Regions from separate parts of the Mus musculus genome. Here region 2 is linked to region 1. Evidence: chromatin contacts called from public Hi-C data. All regions are on one chromosome and are shown on one strand. Each heading gives the region's core, a stretch centred on a gene start, on an enhancer-like site or on the middle of the called end of the contact. The rest is flanking DNA. Distances are from core to core; before and after follow the strand shown. Region 1 holds the start of Pdia4 (protein disulfide isomerase associated 4). Region 2 holds the start of Zfp777 (zinc finger protein 777).

Evidence for each region. Hi-C and Micro-C count contacts between places; a contact is called where the count stands out from the background.
Region 2: a Hi-C map of B cells shows a contact between it and region 1, with 22 read pairs. The contact joins the promoter of Zfp777 here to the promoter of Pdia4 in region 1. A contact is called at or near these places in 7 of 39 promoter capture datasets (the C10 cell line, cranial neural crest, frontonasal cranial neural crest and 4 more), 2 of 484 Hi-C or Micro-C datasets (B cells and nephron progenitors), 5 of 115 datasets of contacts at active chromatin or transcription factors (the SCID.adh cell line, effector CD8 T cells, embryonic stem cells and 2 more) and 2 of 9 other capture datasets (adipose tissue and liver).

The regions. Positions count from the first base shown.
Region 1 is chr6:47,811,784-47,814,992 of GRCm38.p6, reverse strand. Pdia4 (protein disulfide isomerase associated 4) reads left to right here and starts at 1,481. Exons shown (of 10, transcript NM_009787.2): 1 at 1,481-1,776. The coding sequence starts at 1,689.
Region 2 is chr6:48,046,644-48,049,852 of GRCm38.p6, reverse strand. Zfp777 (zinc finger protein 777) reads left to right here and starts at 1,739. Exons shown (of 6, transcript NM_001081382.1): 1 at 1,739-1,867. The coding sequence starts at 1,751.

The DNA of each region.
Region 1 (3,209 bases), core at 232-2,731:
AAACACTCTTACAGATAAAATAATAAAAGTTAAAAGAAATGGAGCTATTTTTGTTTTATGTTGGAGGAGAGGTCATAGGTTTGTGTGTATCTGGTTTTGTTTGTTTTGAGACGAGGCATTACTCTCTTGTCCAGTTTAGCTTTGAATTTCTGGGCTAAAATGATCTGCTTTAGACTCCAAAGTAGTTGAAACTACAGAAAAGAATTATATCAGAATAATAAAAAAGGTAGAACCATCACTGAGTTCTACAGAAAACACAAGAGACTGCAGTAATCTCTTGTGGTTTAACCTAGATAGAATCAATCATAAACCTCATGAATCCAGAGCATGTAGGTTGTGTGCCTGTCTAGTCTTAATTTAGTTTTCAAAACATATAATCTGAACTTCTGGCTGTGGACATGCATGCAGGAATTGTCACAGATACACTAGTAGATAGACAATCCCAATGGACTACTTCTCTAGAGAGAGATCTGCAGGAGTAAAGGAAAACACATATTCAAATTGGCCTAGGAACCTAGCCTAATAGTGCTAAAATGACAACCCAGGGGAGTAGTGATAAATACAGCTCATTTTCTCCTCCTGTATACATCAGAAAATATTGCAGGACTCTCTAAGATTTATTTATTTAGCCTCATTTGTCTTCTACGTCATATCATATGTTAATCCACAGGTGCTAACCCTAATGCCAGTACAGCTTTCTTTTCTGACATGCAAACCTAGTTTCTTTTCCAAAACACTCACGGTTATTTCTAGATCTAAATCACTAGATTGGTTATCTCTCTCTCTCTCTTCAGAAAAATCATAATACAAGGCAACGTTCAGACAAGACTCTGACTTATAGACTTAGTCATGGAGTCCAAGTTGTAATTTTTCTTTTCTTTCTTTCTTTCTTTCTTTCCTTTCTTTCTTTTTTTTTTTTTTTTGCGACAGGATATCACTAAAAGTCATGGGTCTCTGCCTCCACAGACCTGGAGTCAGCCCACCCAGCTCTGAAACAACTAATCTATTTCATATACCTCTCCGAACCTAGTATCTAGGAAAGAAACTCAAACTTTTATATGCTCAACAGAAAAAACAAGAAGCCAAAGAACAGGGGAACAGAGGCGGGATCTCTGATCTCACTTTTTCCCAAAAGTTCTGTCCTCTTTAGTTTCCTGCACAAGGACAGCCTCAGACGGACGAGCCTACACATGCACCCCACCATTTCCTTGAGTTTCTTACACGTGTTCTTCCTGCCAAGCTTGGCCAAAGGGAGCTGACCTCCCAACCAATCCCTCCCCTCGGAGTGCTCAAGCCCCGCCTCCCTGTGCAGGGCTGGTTGCCTTTGTTCTCCCCCGCACTCTTTCCGGACCTGGGCGCTCCAAGCAAACCGAGTGGCAGCCCGTGATTGGTGGTCGCGGCACAGCCAATCAGAAGGGGGCACCTCACACTAGGGCTCGGAGTTTTAAACGCGGAGCTGAGGGGCGCGCCCGCGCGGAGGGCTCAGGCAGCGGGGCGGGGCGGTGTAGGCGGGGCGCCACGGCTCTCGCCCTGATTCGTGCGGGGATTGGACGGGCCGCGGCTTCCTTACCTCCAACCAATCACCGGCCTGAACTTCCTGGAGGCTTTGGTGCGCTCCGGCGTCGCTCGGGAGGTCGGCGAGTGCTCTGCGGTGGCCGGTGTCTGCAGGCCCAGCTCTGCACCCAATCATGAAGCTCCGGAAAGCTTGGCTGTTGGTCCTGCTCTTGGCGCTGACACAGCTGCTGGCTGCTGCGAGCGCCGGAGATGCACACGAAGGTGAGCGGGAGGGCGGGTCGGAGGAGCAGCTCGCGTGGGTTGCAAACCTTGCTGGGGCCTGACAGGGTGCTTCGCTCACACCCCTGCGGAATTAGTGACCCGGTAGCAACGAACTTAATGGAGTTTCAGTGTAGGGCCGAATCTAGGGGTGTGGGCCTCTTTAGTTCCTACCTGAGACTAGGACACGGAGGGACGTGCCGAGTGCCTGGTTCGCAGCTCGTCTCTTTACCCTCACTACTGAGATTTGCCCCTTTGTTGAGTAAAATTTTCTGGAGAATACTCTCGTTTCCAAAACCGGTTTTAGAAAACGGAGGCGGGATGGCCGCTAGTAGGACCTGGAAGAGGCAGTCGCAGATACTGGGCATCTATATCAAGAAGTAGAAATAACTCAGGCTTTGTTTTCGTCTTTTATGGAAACTGGAGCTGCCGTATACAAGCATTTTATTCAGCGCCTTTTTTTGCCAGTCGCTGCACTGTGTTTTGAAAGTCGAGGCTGGTGGTGCATGTATTCTAGTAGGAACAGTATGTGTAACTCATAGACGTTATGCCCGCACCCTTTCTTCGAAATCCTCTACCGAAAACATAAAAACTTTGAAAATAGGAAGTACTAGTTAACGTTGTTCCTAGAGAACGGGTCTGATCGACACCTTTCCCTTCTAACCACTAACTTGTTGCCTACTAGGTTTAGTCTAATATAAACAAACCCCATTTTTAAAGTTTAGTGTGGAGGGGGAATGTGAACTTTATACTCCTAGGTTGAGTAAGATTCCTGTGGATCATTGATTTATGAGTCTTTGCCCAGGTAGGAAAGAGTAGAAATGAAGAGACTGCTGAAAGGGGCCAACTATCCGTCCTACCTATGAGTATATCTTGGCACTTTTGTCCAAACTGACTGAGGGCTCATTTCTTATAGAGACCCAAAATACATTGAAACAGAAAGAGGGCAGAGTCTTCATTTTAAGCAAATTTTTCACTTTTCAAAGCAGAATAGGCTTTGTGGGGGACACATGAAAGTTTGAGAACCAGTGTAGTTTGGTGTATGCTTTAAGAACGTGTTAAAAACTACACGGTTGTGAGACAGTGGTCAGTTTTAGGGTGATGTATGTTTGTTTGTTCAAGATGGGGGTCTCATTATGTAGCTTGGAGCTCATCATGTAGACCAGGCTGGCCTTGAGCTCAAGAGCTCTGCCTGCCTCTGGGCAGGGGTTAAAATGCCAGGAAGTGTGAAAAGTGTGACTTCTTGAGAGGCCTGGGTGAGTGGATTTCAAAGGTTGTTTAGACTAGCCAGTGGTATATCTTTTGGGTCACTGGTGCTGTCTCTGGGGGAGTGTTTGCTCTTGGTGAACCCAAGAATCCCTGGGGTGTCTGGGCCAAAGACAGCCCTCTTAGGCTAGGTTCTCAGGTTTGGTAGGGCTGGCAGTGTGGTTTAGTGA
Region 2 (3,209 bases), core at 490-2,989, 230 kb before region 1:
CAGTTAAAGCCTGGGAAAGTTGAAGATACTCTATTCTAGAGCTGGTGAACAGCACAATGCGCTATGTATGTCTGTGATGTATATGTGGCATCCTGGCAGCAGGTTTGGATTCATTTCCCCCGAAGGATAATGAAATACTATATAGGGGTTAGAATGAATAGACCAGGTAGATAGACTTGTTTACACATACTGTATCCACCCAGATAACAAAAAGTTGCAACAGGATATGGGCTGAATAAATACAACTTATGTAAAACTTCAAGAATAGGAAAGCCAGTAGTGTGCACTGCCTGTGTATGCACACATGATACGCAATTCATAGACATATTGGGGGGGAGCACGTGACACTTCACGAATAAATGAGATGTCCTTGGCCTGGTGGTCTCCGTTTTTTTACTGAGAGCTTCATATTGCCCGGTTGCCTTCTAAGACAAGCTCCAACCCAGACACCCCCGGGGTTCTATGAAGTGAAAAAATTATTCTGGCTTTTCCTCTAGGTTCCAGTTGGGGTTCATTCATCCCTAACTGTAACCAGGACACCTGCTCAGACTTATTTTTCTTTTTTCATTCCATTCCCAAATCTTGGCAGCTCCTGCAAATTCAGTAAACGTGCGATTCACTGAACCTGTCCAGGAAAGAGGGTTCTCTCTCATGGTTGGAAAGAGTACAAGGGGGCGAAAACTGCAACTTGGGATCAGCAAGCCACTCCCGGCTCGGCCTCAGTTTCCTCCTAAGTAGCCCGTCTAGCCCCTTCCAACCCGTGCCCTCAAAGATTCCAGGAATTCTGTCCTTTCTGGCCGAAAACAACACTGAGGCTTTTCACAAAGCACTCCCACCCCCACCCCTCGCTCCCCTTGGATCCACAGCCCGCGTCCCTGGAACCCGGGCTGCACTGCGCTGGTCACATGAACTCCGGCTTTCTGTGGTGTGACGGCTCTCTCCGATCCCTTTGTGAGCGCAGGTTTTGAAAGCCAACGACCGGGTTCTGGGTTTGAGACGCGCAGGCGGCCGCGGGCGGAAGGCTGTCGGAGCCCATCGGCCCGCCTCCAGACCCAGCGCGCCGCGCGCCCGGGATTCCGCTCCGCCGCCTCCGCCGCCGCCGCTGCCCGCCGCTGCCCGCCGCGGCCTGGCCCGAGGGCGCCGGGCCGCCAAGACGCCAGGTGAGCCGCGAGGGACCGGGAGCCGCGACGGGCTCAGGGCGTGTCCGGCGCCGAGGCGGCCCGCGCCTCACTGTTCGCTCCTACCGGCTGTAGATGGAGCTGTCTGGGTTCCGGCCGCCTCCGACGAGCCTCCGAGCGCTCCTCTTGAAACGCCTGAGAGGGACATGCCTCCCAGGATGCAGTTTGTAGCAACATGGCAGCTGCGGTGCAGCTCCCCTGCTGAAGAGGCGCCGGGACGGCCGCGCAGCTCGCAGCCGGGACCCGGGCCGCAGCCGGGGTCGCAGCGTCGGCCGCTCGGGGCGGGCGAGCGCGCCGGGGGCGGCCGCAGAGCGCTGGGGCCCAGCTCGCCGCCCGGGCGCAGCCCGCACAGCCGCGCTCCGACGCCGCCACCGCCGCCACCGCCGCCCGCGCCCGCCCGCCGAGCACAGCCCCGAGCAGGCCGGGGCCCGACGGCCGCGCAGCCCCGGCGGGTGAGGCCAGGCCGCGCCGCACTGCCAGCCCGCCCACGGCGCCGGGCCTGCGTGGGGCTGCGCGCGGCGGCGGCGGCGGCGGCGGGGACTCGCACGGCGCGGGCCGGGCGGCGCGGGGCCATGGCCGAGGCGGCCCCGGCTCGGGGGAGGGCAGCCCGCGCGCGCACGGACGCGCGGCCTCGGGGCCCCGGGGACAGCCTGCGTGCTCCGGGCTCGGTGGCCCGGCCTGGGGTCTCGGTAAGGGCCGGGCGCGGCGACGTTAGCGGGGAGGGGGCGCCCTGGCGGGCTCGCGCGCCCCCTGGGGGGGAGGACGGCCGGGGCGGGCGGGAGCGGCGGCCGTCCGTGCGAGGCTGCGCGGCCGCACGGCTCCCGGACACGCGGCCCGAGGTGGGGCGCGGGCGGCGCGCTCGCTCCCTGGCTGCGGAGCCGGCGCTGCGTCCGTCGGGGTGGCCAGCGGCACGTTTTCCGCAGAGCTCGGCCCCGCGGAACGGCTCCCGGCCTGGGCGCGGTGCTGACGCGGCTCTCCCATTTCGCAGAGCGGAGACACTGAGGCACGGACACCCGGCGGCGACCTGCCCTGCCTGCCCCAAGGTCACGTAGCGAGTCGGCCCGGGCTAGGTGCCCGCAGTCCCGTAGAGGCCTGCCCAGCGTGCCGCGGGCCTGGACGGGGAGGGGTGGCGCTGGCGGCGGCTTCGCCAGGGTGGGCGGCCTGGGCTAGCCGAGCACTGGCTGCGGCCCGTCGGGGGAGGAGGGGAAGGCCGGGCAGCGCCCAGCCCAGCGACTCCGGTGTGGGGAGCAGTGTGATCCATAGCCTCTGCGTCAGGAGCACCCCGAGTCAAACTTGGGGTACGGATAAATGGGGTCTGGCGAATGAGAGCCTAAGAGGTTGATGTTCTTCCGAGGGCCATTCAATAATTAAACGCCCTCCCACCCAACGTGCTCTCTGAGGCACCCTGGCTGTGCTAGGCGGGTTTGCTGCATGGGAGTCCGTGCCTTTGAACCTGTTTCCATGTATACTGGAAGAGATAGGATAGATGGCTTCCTAAAAACCTCGCAGTTCTTAAAATAACAATAACAAAACACCTGGGAAATAAAATGAAGATTTTTTTTTAAACATTCTTACCTCTGGGCTTAGGTCTTCATGGCATGTAATTCTGAGTGAACCATCCTGGGTCATGTAAGAAAATGGCACAGCTTTTGTAAAAAGTCAGATGTGTGTCGTTATGCATGTTTCTAGTATGTTGGCATGGATCCTGGAGCCCCTAATCATTTACCACACAAGGGTGGGGAGGAAAGAGAGACAGGTAGAAGCTGTGAAATGTGGCGCAGAGGAATTCTAACGTTCCTCTCCTGCTAGCAGGTAGCAGCTTGAGAATTTGAGCTTATTCGATTTAGCTGTCTTTGCTTGAGGGTAAGGTCAAGCCACAGGTTTGCTGGAGCTGATGACATTGTATCAGGACTTGGGGGGGGGGGGGGCTATACCTTATGACCCTTCACCCCTTTCCAGTATTCCAAATCCCTAAATGGAGAAGGAAAAAAAAACCATTTTCCTTTGAGCTCTGTCTGATTCAGGTGGTTA